2 separate regions of the Rattus norvegicus genome follow, and region 1 is linked to region 2. A link is a contact called in public Hi-C data. All regions are on one chromosome and are shown on one strand. Each heading gives the region's core, a stretch centred on a gene start, on an enhancer-like site or on the middle of the called end of the contact. The rest is flanking DNA. Distances are from core to core; before and after follow the strand shown. Region 1 has its middle 47 kb from the start of Sgk1. Region 2 holds the start of Sgk1 (serum/glucocorticoid regulated kinase 1).

Region 1 (3,969 bases), core at 234-2,733, 47 kb after region 2:
CTTATGTCAGCTTGAAACACAAAAAAGTTATCTGAAAGGACGGAATCCCAACTAAAAGATGTCTCCATGAGATCCAGCTGTAAGGCATTTTCTCCCCTAGTGATCAATGGGGGAGGGCCCAGCCCATTGTGGGTGGTGCCACCCCTAGGCTGGTGGTCCAGGTTCTATCGGAAAGCAGGCTGAGCAAGCCACGAGGAGCAAGCCAGTAAGCAGCACCCTCCATGGCCTCTGCATCAGATCCTGCCTCCAGGTTCCTGCCCTATGTGGGCTTCTGGCCTGATTTCCTTTGATGTGGAAGTGTAAGCCTAATAAAATCCTTTTTTCCCCAACTTAGTGTTTGGTCATAGTGTTTCACTGCAGGAATAGAAACCCTGACTAAGACACACGGGGTTTGCTAAATGACATCCAGAAATAAGAACCTTGATTGGCTAGGGGGAAAAAAAAATCTCTTCTGTAAAAACTGTACCAACATCAGCTCACTCAGTCATTCTGTTACTTCCTTGTTTCGATTCTGTGTTTGCTGAGCAGAAAGATCCAGAACACAGACCTGTAGGGGAACAAACCTATCCAGTGGAAACACAGGGCAAGGGGAGGGAGGGACAGCAGCCGGCGGGCCTCTGTGCCCACAGCTCAGATCCGCCTTGTCATTTTCATGACTGGCCTATTTGGTTTTTTTATTCTTATTTATTTATGACAAAGAAGCTGGGGAAGGCCTGTGAGAAGAATAAAAGCAGGAAGAAGTTAAGTCAACATCCAAACATCTCACCTGAGCTTCACAGCAACACTGTTAAGATTTTATAATTAAGCTTATAAATGAGAAACTCAAGAAGTTAACTGATAAGTATGAACTTGACATATACAATGACCGGTGATCACTTATGTATTTATTTTGATTACTTACGTATTATTGATACATTTTTTTATATAATCTCGTGTTGGAAAATAATCATTCATTGCCATGCCCGGTTTTATATGGAACTGGGTACAGAAACCCGGGCATTAAAGATGCAACAACCCCTACCAACTGAGCTACATCTCTAACCTTAAATTCTACTAAACATAGTAGCATAGCTTTAATCTCCGTATTCGGAGGTAGGCAGATCTCATGAGTTCAAGACCAACCTGGTCTACCTAGCATGAAAACAAACCATGGACACATAGTGAGACACTGTCACACAAAACAAAAGATACTGAGTAATACCATGGCAGGCAATGTGTCTAGTGAAATGTCAGGCTGGTTAAAGTGTTGCTGCCCTGGGCAATCCTCCGTCAGCACCCCAGTTTAGTCCTTCCCAGCCCTACCACCCACAGAGTCACTAGGACAGGGTAACTGTTTTGAGAACACTTGTTATTGTAAGGCGTGAAAAACAAGGAAACAAGGAAACAGAGCAACAATGGGGAAATCCCTCCTTTGACGAAAGTCCCCGGGTGAAAATTAAGAAGCCAGGATTTCCCCCTCAAACTACTGCTGCTCATCACAGGGGCCTATTCTGTGAAATCTGCCTACGCAGAGCCACAAACACAGGACTCACAAGGACAGCCACCACTTCTGAGACGCTGAACAGAAAAGGCACACATTTATGAATTAAAGGCCAGGTCCATGTCCCAAGGAGGAAGTGAGCCCCATTAACCCCAGAGGCTGGTTTTGATGTCTAAGATTAATAATGTGGTTACTTGTGTCTAGACAAGTAAGCTGCATGCAGCTTAACTGATTGGGCAGCAGGTGTTACACGGATGTACCATCCAGGAGACACTTGAGTCATGCCCCTGACCTACACTTCTTCCTTACCAGCACAGAAGTCAGTGCCAAGTTTATGTCATACAGTTAAATCCAGTATTGTGATTACAGACACTTTCACCCTTGCATTTGTAAACAGGCCCAGGCATTTTTGCTTTTTAATTCACTCATCACCGGTATTTCTGATTTATTTTAATTATTACTGTTATCCAAGATAGTCATGACCCATCCATTAAAGTACCTCATGGCATTCATACAGCTTAGACTCAATCGGTGAAACGGGTCCATCACTTCTGCAGTCATCTTTGATAAACAACTGAGTCCTCAGAACTGCTAGGATTTCACTACTAAGAGAATTAGAAATTGAGGGTAGCCAAGAGGGTATAATCAGATTTGTCCAAATCTTTTTTTTTTTTTTTTTTTTTGGTTCTTTTTTTTTTCGGAGCTGGGGACTGAACCCAGGGCCTTGCGCTTCCTAGGTAAGCGCTCTACCACTGAGCTAAATCCCCAGCCCAGATTTGTCCAAATCTTTAATGCTAGCATATTCAATTTTTTGGTTGTTATCGTTTATATTGTTTTTCTTTACATTTAGTGTGTGCGTGTGTGTGTGTGTGTGTGTGTGTGTGACACATGTAGGTAAGATGGTAACTTTCAGAAGTCATTTCTCTCTTTCCATCAGAGCTTGGACAAAGGATTCAATCCAGGTTCTCTGGATTGGCAACAAGTGTTCTAAACACTGAGCCATATTACTGAATCAACTTTGATTTTGTTTTGTTTTAGTTTTTGGGACAGGTTTTTTTCTGTATAGTCCTGGCTGTCCTGAAACCCTATAGACCAAGCTGGCTTCAAACCTACAGGGATCTGCCTGCATCTGCTTCCTGAGCCCTAGGATTAAAGAAAACTGTTACTACCACCCACAGGGATTGTCAATTTTTGTTTTTGAGACAGGGTTTCTCTGTGTAGCCCTGACCATTCTGGAACTGCCTCTGATAGAACAGGCTGGCCTCAAACTCAGAGATCTTCCCTGCCTCTTCAATTTGGATTTTTGATACCAGCTTTTGCTTTGTAGTCTAGGGTGGCCTGGAACTCACTATGTAGCCCAGGCTGGCCTTGTGCTTGTCACAATCTTCCTCTTTCATTTTTCTGAATGCTAGGATTACAGACACAAAGCACCCACCTGGTAACAGTCCATCTTGGTAAAGAGTCAATGCGAGTGTAGTCATTAGGGCTGAAGATATAACTCAGGCTAAAGAAGAACTAGCTTTAGCCACAGCAACTCACAGAATAGGTGTGCCTGTCCTTGCTAGCAATCCCAGCATGTGGAAGTAGAGCCACTGGTTCCTCAAGGACAGCCGTGGCTATGTGGGAAATTCGAGGCCCGCCTGGGATACATGAAACCTTGTCTCAAAAACAAATGAGCTGGGTGTGGTGGTGCATGCCTTTGATCCCAGCATTCCAGAGGCAGAGGCAGGTGGATCTCTGTGAGTTCCAGGACAGCCAGGGCTACAGAGAAAAAAAGAAGACGGATTAAAGGGGTGGAGCTAGAGAAATGGCTGAGCAGCTAAGAGCATGTGCTGTTCTTCTTCCAGAAAACTCAGTCCCAGTACTCACACTAAGTAGCCCACACACAATTGCTTAGGAGGCTGGAGAGTTGGCTCAGAGGTGGAGAGCACCAGCTCCTCCTCAGAGGAGCGAGGTTCAATTCCCAGAACCCGCATGGCAGCTCACAGCTGTCCACACAATACCCTCAGACAGGTACACATGCAGGCAAAACACCAATGTACAGAAAATTAAAAGACAATGAAAAGAGTCCCTGGCAAAAACATACTCTACCCCCAGCTCCAGATAAATGAATTTAATTTTAAAAATGTAAGAACTATTTCAATATGTCTGTAAAAACAACCAAAATTCGCCTCTCTTAGGGCTGGCATCTTTCTCTCTGTCTTTGTTAGAACCCATCTTATGGTAGTAAATCTCCAATATATTTATCCTTATGACCAGAGCCATGAACCTTAATCCAAAGCCATCAGCCTCCAGTGGAAGAGTGTCAGAAATCCACCTCTTTCTTTACTACTATTTATTCCTATCTATGTATCACTTCTGGGATTGAGTCAAAGTGGATCCTCACTTTCTGAGGATCGGTGAATTATGTAACATGTCTTTTGAAAACTGTCAGTGCTCTGAATTCTGTTTTCAACGGAGCTGCCCTTTGCTTGCTCCAGGCACCACAC
Region 2 (3,942 bases), core at 651-3,150:
AACGATGTTTAGGGAGTGCAGATAACCCAAGGCACTGGCTATTTCAGCTGCGTAGAAGCGAGCACGGGGTTCCAGGAAGCAGCGCTCCCTCTGGAGATGGTAGAACAGCTGCAAGAAACAAAGAAACCGAGGCTGAGTAAGTAGGGTCTTTTAATCAGGCCCTGACATAGAAGTCAGGAGGCAAAGCTTGTGGGAAGCAGCCTGAAATGATACTTCTTAACTATGAGTAAGTTGGTAAATTCATGGAAATGCTAATCCTCGTAATTTCTCTCCTTTGAGTATCTTACAAGCTCGTCTCAAACCCAACCAAGCAAGGCAAACAGGAGCACCTCCCCCTGGACCCCCCCCCCCCAATCAAGGTTTATATGATCAGCTTACCTCTCCGCCATTAATGTAGTCTAGGACGAAGTAGAGTTTGTCAGCAGTCTGGAAAGAGAAGTGAAGGCCCACCAGGAAAGGGTGCTTCACATTCTTCAACAGAACATTGCGCTCTGACATAATATGCTTCTCCTAGGAAGGAAGAGAAGAGATTCAGTGGGGCAAATTCAGATTTCAACAGGGTAGCAAACCACAGGGTAAAAAAAGTTCTTCACCAGGCCTGCCACCAGGTGTCACCCTTACCTCCTTCTTCTTCAAGATGGCTTTCTTCTGCAAAACTTTGACGGCATAGAATGCTTCTTCTGCCTTGTGCCTTGCTAGAAGAACCTGAAATGTCAACCAGGACAGTCATTTTTCCCATCCTCCTTGGGGAGAATATCAAAGTGAATGCATGCCTAGTTGCAAAGTTTTCAGGGTTGCACTTACCTTTCCAAAACTGCCTTTTCCGATCACTTTCAAGAAGTGGAAGTCAGAGGGTTTGGCGTGGGGATTTGAGGATGGACCCAGGTTGATTTGTTGAGAGGGACTTGGCTAGAAAACAAGGCGGTCATCCTTTAATACATAAGCTGCACACAGCCTTACTGTTAACACATAAAATACTTTATGAAATACGCCTTTCAAAGCCTCACAGTGACTCAGTACTTAAACATTTGACTGACCACTACATATAATTTCTCCTCCAGCAGACAAGATATACTTACAGGAGGTGAGGGGTTGGCGTTCATAAGTTCGGGCTCCTGAGGTTGGGAGATTTTCAAATAGGATTGAACTTCAGGGCTGGAGATTAAAGGGCTGTTTTAGAAACTTAATTCACCACCAGAGGGCACACATACATAAAAGTTCTATTTCTGACTCAACCGTTCGGTATTTAAACTGAAAACATCAGAATGAATTACTTCCAAAAACCCATAAGGAAAACAAACCAGTTAAATGCAAATTAAGGTTTGTTTGTTAAGGGGACATGGATTTTGGTTAAGCATTCTCAAGAATTAATCTTACTAATGTTTAAAATGTTTTAAATAAGCAAAATGCTCAATACCAGAAGAGATCTACCATGGAGGAAAGACTTCAGCTCCCCCACCCCCTCGCCACCGTGAACAAGTTTTAGCTGCTAGTAAATTTAAACGATTCTTTCAATTTTCCCCAATAACCCAAAACTTACTGTTTGCATGCATAGGAGTTGTTGGCAAGCTTCTGAATAAAATCGTTCAGGCCCATCCTTCTCTGTTTCATGAAAGCTGTAATTTAAAGAGAGAGAGAAAAGAAGGGGGTTAGGCAGTTCTGCAACGTCCGACGCCACACGCTAATCTGATCCTGAACCTTCAAAACCCCGGATCATTTCCACGGCGCCTCTCCTACACAAGTCTGGTGCTTTTCCAGCACTCACCGATGAGGATTGCTACCATTCCCCTCATTCTGGAGTAGGTGAGGGTACTTCGAGCAGCCTCGGTTTTGACGGTCATCGCCCCGATATTTGGAAAGTGTCCAAAGAGACTAAAGGAGCAGTGAGACCGGCTTAGCCAACAGTGAGCTCCGGCTCTGCGACCGACTTTATAAGCCCTGAGCCTCCAGGGGGCGGGGCAGGCGGGACCAGGAAGCCACTCGGGGCCCCGCCCACAACAAGGCCCCGCCCGCCGGCCCGCCCGGTCCCAGCCACCCAGCAAGCTGTAGACCGAGTTGCGGGAAGATGGGCGAGTTGCTGCCGTGTCCTGAGCGATTCGTGCCAGTCGCCCCAGGCAGAACCGAGGCTTCCACAGGCTGCGCGAGCAGGACCCTGCCGGGATGCACTCTGCCTCCGTCCGCCTGGGCCGGAGGAAGGAACCGGAGGGGTGGAGAGCCTCGGTGATTTTCCATTTCCTCTCCCGTGCTGCCCGAGTGGACACCGCAATGCACGGCTCACCGCTCACCTCTCCCCCCTCTCTCTCTCCTCCTCGGTGCCCTGTCCCCAGCCCAGCGCGCAGCCTCCAGGTTCCCCCGCTGTACTCCGCCCTGATCTCCGCGGACCCGGAGTCCGGGCGAGCCGGGCGGCAGCACTTACCCAGTCCGCTTAGCAGGACGGACTCGCTCCTTTTCTGCGCCTCCACTCGCTTTTTGTGGCGGGGCCGGAGCAGGGACTCGAGCCGAGCCCGAGCCAGCGCGCCCTGCATCTCGCCCATGGCCGCGAACCGAGGGGCGCTCAGCGGGCCACAGCGACCGGGCGAGCACTGACGTTTCCTTGAAGGAGCCGCCGTGACTCAGGCCGGCAAGATTTCCTGCCCCAGTCCCAAAACAAACAAATGGCCCTTGTGCACGGCCGAGTCGCTTCCGAAAACGCCTTTTTTGTGCTTTTGGCCAAAACCAAGCAAGACTGAAAAATCCCAGAACTTGGAAGAGGAGGAAGGAAGGCTAGAGCGGGGCGGGGGGGGGGGGGGGTCAGGAATGTGTAGGGGAGGGGGCGGAAATAAGTCTCTGCGCTACAAGAAAAAAAAAAGTACAATCTTCATTTCACTTTTTTTTCCAACTAATCTCCGAGAACATTCTGTCCTTTCCGCATAAATTTTGAGCCTTGCAAATTTTAATCCTAGCCATGCCAAGAACACGTGAGGAGGTGGCAAGTTAAGAGGGAGCAGGGGCTTTTCTCCGGGGCCGACCTGGAGTGACCCTTGCGCAGTCAATACCCTTGCCCTGATGCCTGCCCCTCTCTCAAAAGAAATCTGCAAGATTGCATTGCATTGTTTTAAACCTCGTCAGTTTTTCCTTTGGGCTACCTGATGGCTGATCCAGGTAGACTTAATTATATATTATTGCTTGGTTTTTTGCAAGTTCATATAACTGAAGCCCGTTAACTCTTTAGATATTAGTAAGAGACTCGTCTCAAAAAGCTGGTGACAGAGGGAAGTCGCAGGAGGCAGCCTGAGTTGGGCAGGAGTGAAATGTCTTGCAGTAACCCCGCCGCTGGGGGTTGCCTGTCGCTGCAGCTTCACCGCCAACGTGGGGACGCGCGCCAGCGCTGGCCAGGAAGCCTGGAGCACCGGGTCTGGGCCAGCGCCGGGAAGGCGGCTACTTGGGCCAGTACCTGGTGCTGGCAGTGCTGTCTGCGGTAACTGCCCTGCCATGACCCCTTGATGCGAAAGGCCTAGCATTTTAGAACTGACACACTACAAAATACCAGTTGTCGGGTTAGGGAAAGCATGCGAAGCGCTTTTCCCCTCGTCTTGGGCGAGTTTGTTTTGTAGCAGCGGCCACCTCCCATCACCTAACATGATCTCTAGGCTCAGCTGCTTCTTGATTTGCTCACTTTGGACAGCTAGAGACCAGGAGAGCGGGACTCACATCTCTGGAGACAAAATTTTGCTTAGTAGACATTCTTCCAAATGCATTTAGGGTGCCTGAAATTGGCACTCCAAACTAAAACAAGGTGTAGGCGATTCCAAATCATAGCAACCAGCCCATGCCTTTTCCGTGCTTGGATTCTGCATAAACTATGAATTTGTTATTGCCAGTGAGTGCTTCCAAACCATGTGGTACCAGTCGTTTATTTAGCCCAGTCCTGCCCTGCCCCCGCCACACCTGCCTGGTAACTTC

The links. Hi-C and Micro-C count contacts between places; a contact is called where the count stands out from the background.
Region 1: a Hi-C map of mammary epithelial cells shows a contact between it and region 2, with 2.5 times the contacts expected there. The contact joins the enhancer-like site here to the promoter of Sgk1 in region 2. A contact is called at or near these places in 2 of 12 Hi-C or Micro-C datasets (mammary epithelial cells and psoas muscle).

Annotation. Positions count from the first base shown.
Region 1 is chr1:24,849,953-24,853,921 of GRCr8, forward strand. It overlaps a transcript of Sgk1 not described here. Among named protein-coding and RNA genes, the nearest start is that of Sgk1, 47 kb to the left of the region's middle. Within about 2 kb of position 1,484, at least 4 of the 93 cell types and tissues checked have an H3K27ac peak or open chromatin away from gene starts, as enhancers often do.
Region 2 is chr1:24,802,931-24,806,872 of GRCr8, forward strand. Sgk1 (serum/glucocorticoid regulated kinase 1) reads right to left here and starts at 1,901. Exons shown (of 12, transcript NM_019232.3): 1 at 1,766-1,901; 2 at 1,541-1,616; 3 at 1,080-1,155; 4 at 805-909; 5 at 622-705; 6 at 379-510; 7 at 1-108. The coding sequence starts at 1,841.